2 separate regions of the Oryctolagus cuniculus genome follow, and region 1 is linked to region 2. The links are chromatin contacts, called in public Hi-C maps. All regions are on one chromosome and are shown on one strand. The core of a region is the stretch at or near the end of the contact, and the rest is flanking DNA. Distances in the headings are between cores, read along the strand shown.

What was found. A called contact is a pair of places that touch in the nucleus more often than the background predicts.
Region 1: a contact with region 2 is called in a Hi-C map of an unstated tissue, with 2.0 times the contacts expected there. The contact joins the enhancer-like site here to the promoter of MIER3 in region 2. A contact is called at or near these places in 2 of 6 Hi-C or Micro-C datasets (skin fibroblasts and an unstated tissue).

The regions. Positions count from the first base shown.
Region 1 is chr14:77,888,289-77,893,851 of mOryCun1.1, forward strand. All of the region lies in intron 3 of GPBP1 (GC-rich promoter binding protein 1), which reads left to right. Among named protein-coding and RNA genes, the nearest start is that of GPBP1, 40 kb to the left of the region's middle. Within about 2 kb of position 2,838, at least 1 of the 8 cell types and tissues checked has an H3K27ac peak or open chromatin away from gene starts, as enhancers often do.
Region 2 is chr14:77,633,019-77,638,907 of mOryCun1.1, forward strand. MIER3 (MIER family member 3) reads right to left here and starts at 2,010. Exons shown (of 12, transcript XM_070056720.1): 1 at 1,726-2,010. LOC127492822 (a long non-coding RNA gene) reads right to left here. Exons shown (of 5, transcript XR_007922613.2): 5 at 4,762-5,874.

The sequences.
Region 1 (5,563 bases), core at 1,588-4,087, 260 kb after region 2:
TGTCCACTTGGACATAGTGGCACTTCCACAGGTCAAAGGCTGAATCCCAGAAAACTAGATTCCCAAGCGTTGAAGGCAAGTGTAGACAACTGGCCACAAAACAGGATTACTTCAAATATTGCTTGATATCTCAGAATTTGCAAACATTTAAGGTTGCCAGTTTATTACAAGGATGCAGATGAAAAGATGGGTAGGGGGCAATATAGGGGAGGAAGGGCAGTTGAACTTCAAGAGGCTATCTAGAGGCCCTTACCCTGTGTAACCTCAGTAACATAAATGGTTCATTAAGAAAAACAATATGAAAACAATACTCCTATCTCTGAGGAGCTTTATGACCAGGAACCAGAGACAAAGACCAAATGTTTTTCATGTTATACCATGCACTGTTGAGGCAGATACTAGTTTTAATGTTTTCTACAGTGTTTTATGAATATGCTGATTTTATAAATGCTCTGTATGTAGAGATTTTTTTATTTACTGATTTGAGAGGTAGAGTTACAGATAGTGAGAGGGGGTGACAGAGAGAAAGGTCTTCCTTCTGTCAGTTCACTCCCCAAATGGCTATAACGGCTGGATCGGATGCCAGGAGCCAGGAATTTTTCCGGGTCTCCCATATGGGTGCAGGGGCCCAAGGACTTGGGCCATCTTCCACTTGGCTTTCCCAGGCTATAGCAGAGAGCTGGGTCAGAAGAAGAGCAGCCAAGGCTAGAACCGCTGCCGTCTTGGGATACTGGAACTGCAGGAGGAGGCTTAACCCAGTACGCCACAGCGCAAGCCCCAAACACATGCCTTTTAGTAATACCTCTTTCTGTTCACCTTTTTTCTGGCGTATCCTTTCATCTCAGAATCACTATGGGTTCTTATTTGTAATTAACTTTTTTCTCTGCCAGAGATTGTTTGCCTATATTGTTTTTATACTTTTAATCTTGTCCTCAATAAATGGGTAAATCATTAATTACTACTATGTTTCTATTTCAGTTTAATGTCAATCTTACATTTTTTGTTTTGAAAATTGATGCAAATTAGAGTAAAAATAACCTCAGAACTGCACTTAGGTAGTTTTCTGAGACTTGTAGAATGTTAGCCCCATCATGTGGTGAAATTTTAAAGTGCATGTGGCTGATGTCCATGCCTTAAGGCAGTGGTTTGTGAACTATTGATTATATTCCATGGTGAGCAATAAATTTTACATAGTGTTTTGTTTGCATGCTGATGTAAATAAAAGCTTCCTATGAATGTCTGTGATGCAACAATATTTTTTTCATGATCTTTTATTCCATTAAGTAATATTTTTTAGTTGAATATATGCTGAAGTAGTTCCAGATACAGAAAAATTTAGGTAGCTAGAAAATTCTCTTTGATCTTTTTTAAAAGACTGATTTATTTATTTGAAAGAGTTATACAGGAAGAGAAAGAGCAAGTGATCAAGAGAGATTGTCCATCCGCTGTTTCACTCCTCAGATGACTGCAATAACTAGAGTTGGGCCAGGTGAAGCTAGGAGCCAAGAGCTTCTTTGGGTCTCCCAAATGGGTGCAGGGGCCCAGTTACTTTGGCCATCTTCTTTCACTGCTTTTCCCAGGTCATCAGCAGGGATCTGGAATGGAAATGGAGCAGCCTGGTCTCATTTGGGATCTGCTATGCCACAATGCTGGCCCTGCTTTGGGGGGAAGCAGGGGAAAGGGAGAGAGGGAGAGAGAGGGAGAGGGAGAGGGCACAGCAATACACGATTTTGAGAAGCATTACTGTAACATTTTACCCTGCAGGCATAACACTGATCAAAATTTTTTTTTTTTTTTTTTTTTTTTTTTGACAGGCAGAGTTAGTGAGAGAGAGGCAGAGAGAAAGGACTTCCTTCTGTTGGTTCACCCCCCAAATGGCCGCTACGGCCGGCGCCCTGCGCTGATCCAAAGCCAGGAGCCAGGTGCATCCTCCTGGTCTCCCATGCGGGTGTAGGGCCTAAGCACTTGGGCCATCCTCCACTGCTTTCCCGGGCCACAGCAGAGAGCTGGACTGGAAGAGGAGCAACCAGGACAGAATCTGGCACCTGAACCGGGACTAGAACTCGGGGTGCTGATGCTGCAGGCAGAGGATTAGCTTAGTGAGCTGCGGTGCCGGCCCATCAAAATTATTTATATATAATGCAGTTTAATGTATGAACTAACTGCTGGTGAACAGCCGGTGCATTATCATTTTCACTTAGAGTTCCATAAGTGTTTCAAAATTTTTCTAAACTTAAGTCTTCATTCACTCCCCACATCTGTTTCCCTTTTTGAGTGACCCTATTGCGAATGATCAGTGGAGTTGATTGAATCCTGAATGTGTCTTCTGTGTTGCCGTTTCTAGGTTCTTTTGATCAGTCCTTGGCATATTCTGTGAGAATCCTTTTCTTTCACTACTGCTGATGTAGTGATTGGTGCTTTGGTTACTATACTCTTTGAATTGATGTCCTTCTGGTGTTTGCTTTTCATCTGATGTGTCACTCTTTTGCTGCATGTTTTCCACTGAATGCAGATTATAGTTGGAAAAACATAGGCTTGCTGATTTAGCCTACTGTAATTGTGAAGTTGTGCTTGTTTTGCCTTGATTGATTTAGAGTTGTTCTGAGCTAATCATGAAAATAGGTGCAGGTTGATGAGCATGATTGCTCCCTCAGTTTCCTGAGAGAAGTAAAAAATTGTCCAGTTTGTCACATTGTATAGTGTAGTGCCTACCTAGTTGAAGGTGGATGACCTGCATTTTTTTAGCTGAATTCTCTTACATCTTTGGCCCTTTTGCTAGAATACATTCTGTCCTCCACTTTGCCTAGCTAACTGACTCATCTTTTATTACTCAGCTCATGAGTCACCTCCAAGAACGTGTAACATCTCTCTCTCTGGTTCAACCCTGATGTGCAGATCTGAGATATATGCTTGTCTTTTGTTCTTGGAATCTAGCACATAATCCGTTTAATCTTCTTTGCTTTAGTACAGTCTTTTGCCTTACAACCCAAAAAAAAAAAAAGTTTTATTCTATTTTTAAAAATAAATTTTCTCATTGGAAGACTTCACAAAATATCACTCCTTACAAAGTTAGCAATGCTTAAGTCATAACATAAGTTAAAACTAGGAACAACAGGCTTAAATTCTGAGGAATATCTTTTCAGAGTTCTAGAAAAGGATTTACAGTTAGTAAAGATAATAAGATAAATAAAGACAATAAGAGTAATTAGTAGCTAAGATTGAGCATTAAGTTAGGTGATAAAAATTTGTATAGTCATATTTTTACTAGACTAGACTTGAAAAATCCTTGAGTTTGGCCTATCATTTTTATATCCCCTAAGGTCTGGCCAAGACCAGTATCTTTCTGTAGTCACTTACAGCGAATTACTATTGTTTCAGTAACCATGCAGTTTTTTTATTGAATGGACATATGTGTTAGTGGACTAGACTGCAGAAGTATCTGGGTATCTCTTGAATTTATTTGTAGGGTAAATTCCTTTCAATAGAATTGTCATGTCAGAAAGTTTGTACATTTTTGTAGATGATGCTTAGCTGGTGATCAAAAGTTTTTGCCAATTTTATAATCACATCATAATTTTCAGTTTTGATAATACTGGGCATGTTTTTTATTTCTAAATCTTCCAGGAATTAAATGAGAAAATATTTTTTTGTGTTGACTTGCATTGTTTGTGGCCAGTTTTTGGAGGAACTGGCTCTGCGAACTGTTAGTTAATATAATCATATAGTGATTTTGTAATGGCTATTTTCATGTTAAGGGCCTTGTTTGCTGTTTACCTTGCAAGTATTTTCCTGCAGCTTGTTTGATTTGACTATGTAGGAGGGTTCAATGAAATATTTTAATGTACAAATATACAGAATAGGTATTTTTAAAAATATTTATTTATTTGGGCCGGCGCCACGGCTCACTAGGCTAATCCTCCGCCTAGTGGCGCCGGCACACCGGGTTCTAGTCCCGGTCGGGGCGCCGGATTCTGTCCTGGTTGCCCCTCTTCCAGGCCAGCTCTCTGCTGTGGCCCGGGAGTGCAGTGGAGGATGGCCCAAGTGCTTGGGCCCTGCACCCGCATGGGAGACCAGGAGAAGCACCTGGCTCCTGCCTTCGGATCAGCGCTGTGTGCCGGCCACAGCGCGCCGGCCGCAGCAGGCATTGGAGGGTGAACCAACGGCAAAGGAAGACCTTTCTCTCTGTCTCTCTCTCTCACTGTCCACTCTGCCTGTCAAAAAAAAAAAAAAAAAGTGTTTGTGTACTTTAAATTCATATAAATGATTATTCATATTTCTGCTCTTGTTTACGTGTTATGTCTCTTAGATATATTCCATGTTTGTAGACTTAGTGTGATTATCTTAAACTTTGTGTAGTACTATATTTTGTGTCCATATACTACATTCTATTCATTTACCTTTCAATTTTTATAACACTACATACTATAAAGAATACAACATTAAATATTCTTATAATGTCTCCTTGTTGCTGTATAAGATTTTTTAGACTACTGCCTCTTGGACTTTAATGGGAATGAAAATTGCTTGGAAGAATTTTGTTAAAATGCAGATTTTGATTCATTCGGTCTTTGCTGGGTCCCCAAATTATAGAGACATCCAAGTGATGCTGATTCTGTCTTCTCTGTATACCTCACTTTGAATAACGCTGAAAGCTGCAGTTAGAAGTAAAAAATGGAACTTGACTAGACATTGCTAGATTCCTCTCCTATGTCATTTTCTAATATACATAGGCTTCTGTATGCTATGTCTAACCATTTTCTTTATCCTCTTGCCAGAACTTTGTCAAAATACCAGCATTCAGATTTTTGCCAAACTGTTTTATGAAATGCATTTTTGCTGTTTCTTGCACGTTGGGTTTACATTTCTGTGAATTGCCAATTCATGTTCTTTAATTCTTCTTTTGAATTGCTTTTCAAAATACTTGTTTAGGAAACACACATATATGTGTTCTTTAGTGTATTATTTTTTAAGATTTATTTTTGCCTATTTTAATGGCTGAGTAATGGAGGGAGGGAGACAGAGAAAAGAGATCTTTTATTTACTGATTTACTCCCCAAATGGCCTAAAAAGCCAAATTCCACTGCTTTCCCAGATGCATTAGCAGAGAATGGGATTAGAAGAGGGGCATTGGGGACTCGAACCCATGCTCTGATATGGGATGCCAGCAACGTAGACTGCTGTTGTACCACAGTGCTGGCCCCGTATTTATGTTTTTAAGTGTATAGCTCATTATTTTAGTTTAACTGGGATATGGCTCCCAAATTCATTCAGACATTTAAAGTTCAAACTCTAGCATAATCTTACATGAATACTTAATGCAATTATGGTGTTTAGAAGATGGGCTTACTTGGAGATTCTTAGATCATTGGGAATCTGCCCTTCAAAACATAGCTCTCACAAGAGGATTGATAATAAAAGCCTGGGTTAGGCCGAGGTGAGTACATTCTGTTCCTCGCCGTCTGCCATTGCCATCTGCTGACCTAACCAGACCACAGAACGTGGGGAGTCCACCTGATGTTGGACCTCTAAAACAGACAAAATAAACCTACTTCCTTCATAAGTG
Region 2 (5,889 bases), core at 760-3,259:
ACTTCCGAAAGAAGCCTAGGAGAGAGAAGAAAACGTGAGGTTAGATCGCGCGGCCAGGCAAGAGGCAGCGCAGGCAACAGGGCGCAGGGGAGGCGGGGCGAGCGCTCCGCCGCCGCCGCCGCCGCCGCTGCCAAAAGTGCAAGACGCAGCTCGGCTCCGCTCGCTCCAGGCCCCTTTCGGGCCCCCTCTTGGCTGCCTCGCCTTCCTCCCCCAGTCCCCAGCGTACACGCTCGCAGACCCGGGACGCAGCCCGGTCTCCAACACGCAACTCCTAAGCCGCTTCTTGGAGCTCAGCAAGTTACAAAGAGCAGAAGCAAAACCCAGACGACTCGCAGACTCGCAGCATCAGTCTCCCCACATCCCACCCGGCTCGCCGCCGCCCCCGACAACTCGTAGCAACCAAAATACCCTTTTCCAGGAAGGGACTCGCCCTCGATGCACCTCGACCGCCCCTCGGGGCCCGGGAGCCCCAACTCCGAGGCCATTCTCTTTCCGGGAACGTAGGCCGGCTCGAACCGGACACTCGACCCCCAAACCAAAGTGAGGGCCCCCCCCAACCCCCGCCCCTCGTTCAAGTCCAGAGACGCAGCCCCCCGACCCCAGGGATGCTGGCTCCTGCCAGGGCGTTCAGTCCCCGCCTGGGCCGCCAGCGCGCCCCCGGCTCCCGCGAGCTCCAGCCAAGGGGCTCCTGCCGCGCCCCCTCCCCCCAGCTCCCGAGTCCCGGGGGGCGGCCAGCGCAGCTTCGCCCGCCCAGCCCGGAGGGCAGAGGGGCTGTCGAGGCGCTCTCCCGGAGCGGGCGTCGACGGTCTGGGTCTGCTCGCTTTACCCCAGGGACTCTCGTACCTCCGGGGCTGCGGGGCAGGAGTCCCGCTCTTCTCCCGCGAAGCCCGGCGGCCGCGCATCCCGCTCGCCTCTGCGGCCGGGGCAAAGTGGAGCGTGCGGCCGCTCGGCGCCGAAGCCGGGGCGCGGTGGGCCGGGGGCGCAGCGCACTCCTCCCGCAGGGCAGTGGCGCAGCCCGCTCCCCGCTTTGCAATCCGGTCGCGGAGTGGGGGGGCTCGGCCGGTTTCCACCCACCTCGGCCCCGGGAAGAGGCGCGGAGGCGCCGGCGGCCCGCGTCAGCGGCCGGGGACACGGCACGGCGCCGTCCCCGGGCTGGGGCTCGCTGCCGCCGGCCGCCGCCCCCCGCCCGGCCCCGCAGCCCGGCCGGGCCGGGGCCGGAGCCGCCGAGGCCTAGTCCCGGAGGGAGACCGCTCCCGCGCCCGCTCCCGCCCCCCGGCCGGCCCCGCCGCGGCCCGTCGCCGCCCCGCGCCCCCCGCGCCGCTGCCCCGGCCCCCGGGGAGCCGCGGGAGGAGCCCCGGACTCCCCACGCCGGCCCGGGGGCCGCGGGGGGCCGCCGGGCGCCCGCTCCAGCCCGGCCGCTCCTGCCCGGTTTCCCTGCTCACCTCCGCCATATTGGTACCTTTAGGGCGAACGAGCAGCGCCGAGCCCAGTCCCCGGATGGGGCGCCTGAGCCAATCGCAGTCGCCGCCGCCGTCGCCGCCGCGGTCCGCCCGGCACCCGCCCGGCGGCGGAGGCGGCTCGGCCCCTTATAGGGCAGGGCGGCCCGCGACGCCCCCGGCCCGCTCGCACGCCCACCCCGCCCCGCGCCCTGCTCCTCTAGCCCCCTAGCCGCGCCCGCCGCCGTCGCCCGCGCGCCGCGCGCCGCGCGCCCGCACTCGCGCTCACCGCCCCTCTGCTCCCGGCTGGAGTAAAGTTCCTAGCGAACCGGACACAAGCCGGGGACAGACCCGCGTCCAGCCGGTCGAGGCCCAGGACCGGCCCTGGACACTCCGGCGCGGTGGGGCGTGGGGGAGACGGGCGGAGCCTGGGAGCGACCACTGGACGGACTTCCCTGAGGGGAGGCGAGCGAGCGACCAGACCGACGGGAGGGCGCGAGCCCTAGGAAATAGGAGAAGTGGCCGCCCGCCGGGCACTGGGTCCGTCCAGAGTGAGAGGACGGCGCCCCGGCTTCCCCCAGGAGACCTGCAGGGACGGGGATCAGGCACCTGCCAAGCAGGCTCTGGAAGGTAGTGAGCACAAGGAGAGACGCGAGACCGACCGGGCAGAGAATGAAGCTGAGCGCACTTGCACGAGTCAAAGAAGACGCTTGTAAAACATGAACTGTACACGTAGGGGGGGATTAGAGCAGTCCTAGGTGTTGGTAATCCCCAGATCGTCTGTGCGGTGACCCAGGGGTTGCAGGACCGACCCGTGGAAGGACAGGCATAGTGTATCCAAACCCTGGAGGGATCTCAAAAACGCGACCCCCTAAAAGGCCACTCGTGTCTTGGGAAGCTAGTCCAATGGGGAAGACAGGGCTCAACAGGTGTAGCTGCTCCTACTTCAGGCTGTTTGCTCGTCCTAGGGGGAGCCTTCACCTCCGTGAAGCCCACAAAACACAGGGCAGTGTACACTGGCAGCTGGTTGGTGGCGTCCAGAAGTGGATCCTGCCAATCTGGAAGACGCACGGTGTCCTCAGTCCTCGGGTGGGGGACCAGAAAGAATGCTGTGTGTGGAGAAGAAAGGATGCTTTCAGGCCCAAGGAGAGGTGGGGAGCACACGCAGTCAGGACTGACCGGCCCGGACCCCTCAGGGATTTGGCGAAATGAGCCCAGCTGCTTGCTAACACACGCCTGGGAGGAAATGATAGCGGTGAGGTTTCTGGTGTGATGTCACAGTTGAGAAACCTCGTAGAAGCTAAAGCTTTCAATCCAGGCGTGAAAGGTCTGGATTTTAACCTGGGGTCTCCCAGGGGGACATACTGAGGACCAGGCTGGAGAATCGGTCAGGGAGGAGGAGGGAGGGTTATTCTTGAAATGTTTTGCCAAGACATCTCAATATCAAGTTTACACCGCTGGTAAGTGTTATTTCTCTATGGAAATTTTAGGGAAAAATCACTTCAGCTATTCCAAAACATCATAAAGACATGGAAAATTACACTTTCCCAGCACTGAAAGATATCTTGTGACCTTTTGTCCAGTCAAATAACTCCAAAACAGCTGAACTTTGAAACCAGAGGCTTGGCACACGTTGTACGTACTGTCCTCAATGAGGCGTTCAGAGTTTTCGAAGTAAAAAATGGCTTGCAGCTAAATGCAAGTGATTCACTTTCAACCAGAGGCAGGGAGCACACCTTTTGCACAGAACTCCAAGTAGTCCCTGTGTGGCACAACACAGGCAAGACCCAGACAGGGGCCTCAGACAAAGTGTTCCCAGCAGCGGCGCCACAAAACACATCTTCACGGCAAACCTGCCTAATCGGAACTGTAAACGTGGCACGTCTGAGACACGGATGCACGCACTTTTCAAAGACTTAGTAGTGTTTCCGCAGGTTCTCTTTTTATTTGCTTGTAAGGATTTTTGTATAGGCAACTGTGATGCTATCCATCCTGCCACATGATTCAGGGAGTCCATGTCCCTGGTGTAAAATAAGGATGCATAAAAACACAAACGAAGCTAAATTCATTAGCAGTGTAAGGAAGCAGAGCTACTTTCTAACCCCGATAACTAGAGAAAAAGTTTGTCATCCAGTCTTACACCACACAATCCTTTCTGGATAAAGCCTGTTACGTAAATGGATGGCTCTTTCATTGTTTTTTTTTTTTTTTTTTTTTTTTTTTTTTTTTTTTGACAGGCAGAGTGGACAGTGAGAGAGAGACAGAGAGAGAAAGGTCTTCCTTTGCCGTTGGTTCACCCTCCAATGGCTGCCGCTGCAGCCGGCGCACCGCGCTGATCCTGGCAGGAGCCAGGAGCCAGGTGCTTTTCCTGGTCTCCCATGGGGTGCAGGGCCCAAGCACCTGGGCCATCCTCCACTGCACTCCCTGGCCATAGCAGAGAGCTGGCCTGGAAGAGGGGCTACCGGGACAGAATCCGGTGCCCCGACCGGGACTAGAACCCGGTGTGCCGGCGCCGCAAGGTGGAGGATTAGCCTATTGAGCCACGGCGCCGGCTATCTTTCATTGTTTTTGATGACAAGACTTCCAAGAGTCAAAACAGATAAAAAGCTCTGCTTGTTCCAGGAGATCTAAATAAAAACACTGCTTCTGACTATTTCACCATGTAACAGGTGACACGACAGAAAGTAAGTCCCATGGTGCATGCTGGGCATGGTGGGAGCACCTTCTTTTTTAAACTTTTATTTAATAAATATAAATTTCCAAAGTACAGCTTTTGGGTTACAGTGGCCCCCCCCATAACCTCCCTCCCACCTGCAACCCTCCCATCTCCCGCTCCCTCTCCCATCCCATTCACATCAAGATTCATTTTCAATTATCTTTATATACAGAAGATCAATTTAGTATACATTAAGTAAAGATTTCAACAGTTTGCACCCACACAGAAACACAAAGTGTGAAGTACTGTTTGAGTACTAGTTATAGCATTAATTCACATACAGCACATTAAGGACAGAGATCCTACATGGAGTATAGTGCACAGTGACTGCTGTTGTTGATTTAACAATTGACACTCTTGTTTATGGCGTTAGTAATCACCCTAGGCTCTAGTCATGAGTTGCCAAGGCTATGGAGGCCTTTTGAGTTCGCTGACTCTGATCTTATTTAGACAAGGTCGTAGTCAAGGTGGAAGTTCTCTCCTCCCTTCAGAGAAAGATACCTCCTTCTTTGATGGCCCATTCTTTCCACTGGGATCTCATCTCATTCACAGAGATCTTTCATTTAGTTTTTTTTTGTTTTTTTTTGTTTTTTTTTTTTTTTTTGGCCAGGGTGTCTTGGCTTTCCATGCCTGAAATACTCTCATGGGCTTGTTAGCCGGATCCAAATGTCTTAAGAGCTGATTCTGAGGCCAGAGTGCTATTTAGGACATCTGCCATTCTATGAGTCTGCTGTGTATCCCACTTCCTATGTTGGATCATTCTCTCCTTTATAATTCTATCAGTTAGTATTAGCAGACACTAGTATTGTTAATGTGATCCCTTTGACTCTTATGATCAATTATGAACCGAAACTGATCACTTTAACTAGTGAGATGGCATTGGTACATGCCACCTTGATGGGATTGAATTGGAATCTCCTGGCACATTTCTGTCTCTACCATTTGGGGCAAGTCTGATTGAGCATGTCCCAAACTGTACATCTCCTCCCTCTCTTATTCCCACTCTTATATTTAACAGGGATCACTTTTCAGTTAAATTTAAACACCTAAGAATAATTGTGTGTTAATTAAAGAGTTCAACCAATAGTATTAAGTAGAACAAAAAAAATACTAAAAGGGATAAAGCATTAAGTTGTTCCTCGACAGTCAGGACAAGGGCAGATCAAGTCATTGTTTCTCATAGTGTCCATTTCACTTCTACAGGTTTCCATTTTGGTGCTCGGTTAGTTGTCACCAATCAGGGAGAACATATGATATTTGTCCCTTTGGGACTGGCTTATTTCACTCAGCATGATGTTTTCCAGATTCCTCCATTTTGCTGCAAATGACCGGATTTCATTGTTTTTTACTGCTGTATAGTATTCTATAGAGTACATATCCCATAATTTCTTTATCCAGTCTACTGTTGATGGGCATTTAGGTTGATTCCAGGTCTTAGCTATTGTGAATTGAGCTGCAATAAACATTAAGGTGCAGACAGCTCTTTTATTTGCCAATTTAATTTCCTTTGGGTAAATTCCAAGGAGTGGGATGGCTGGGTTGTATGGTAGGGTTATATTCAGGTATGGTGGGAGCACCTTAAAAGTGCTTGTTCCTTGTGCTCTAGGTAATTACAGTCCAATTCCTGTAGGTGGTTGAGGGGGACAAGAGCAAGGAAAGCTCAGAACTAAAACCATGGTAACTTTGTCAGGAGACCCAAAATGCAGTTGGTCTTCCAGCCACCTTTAGAAACAAAAT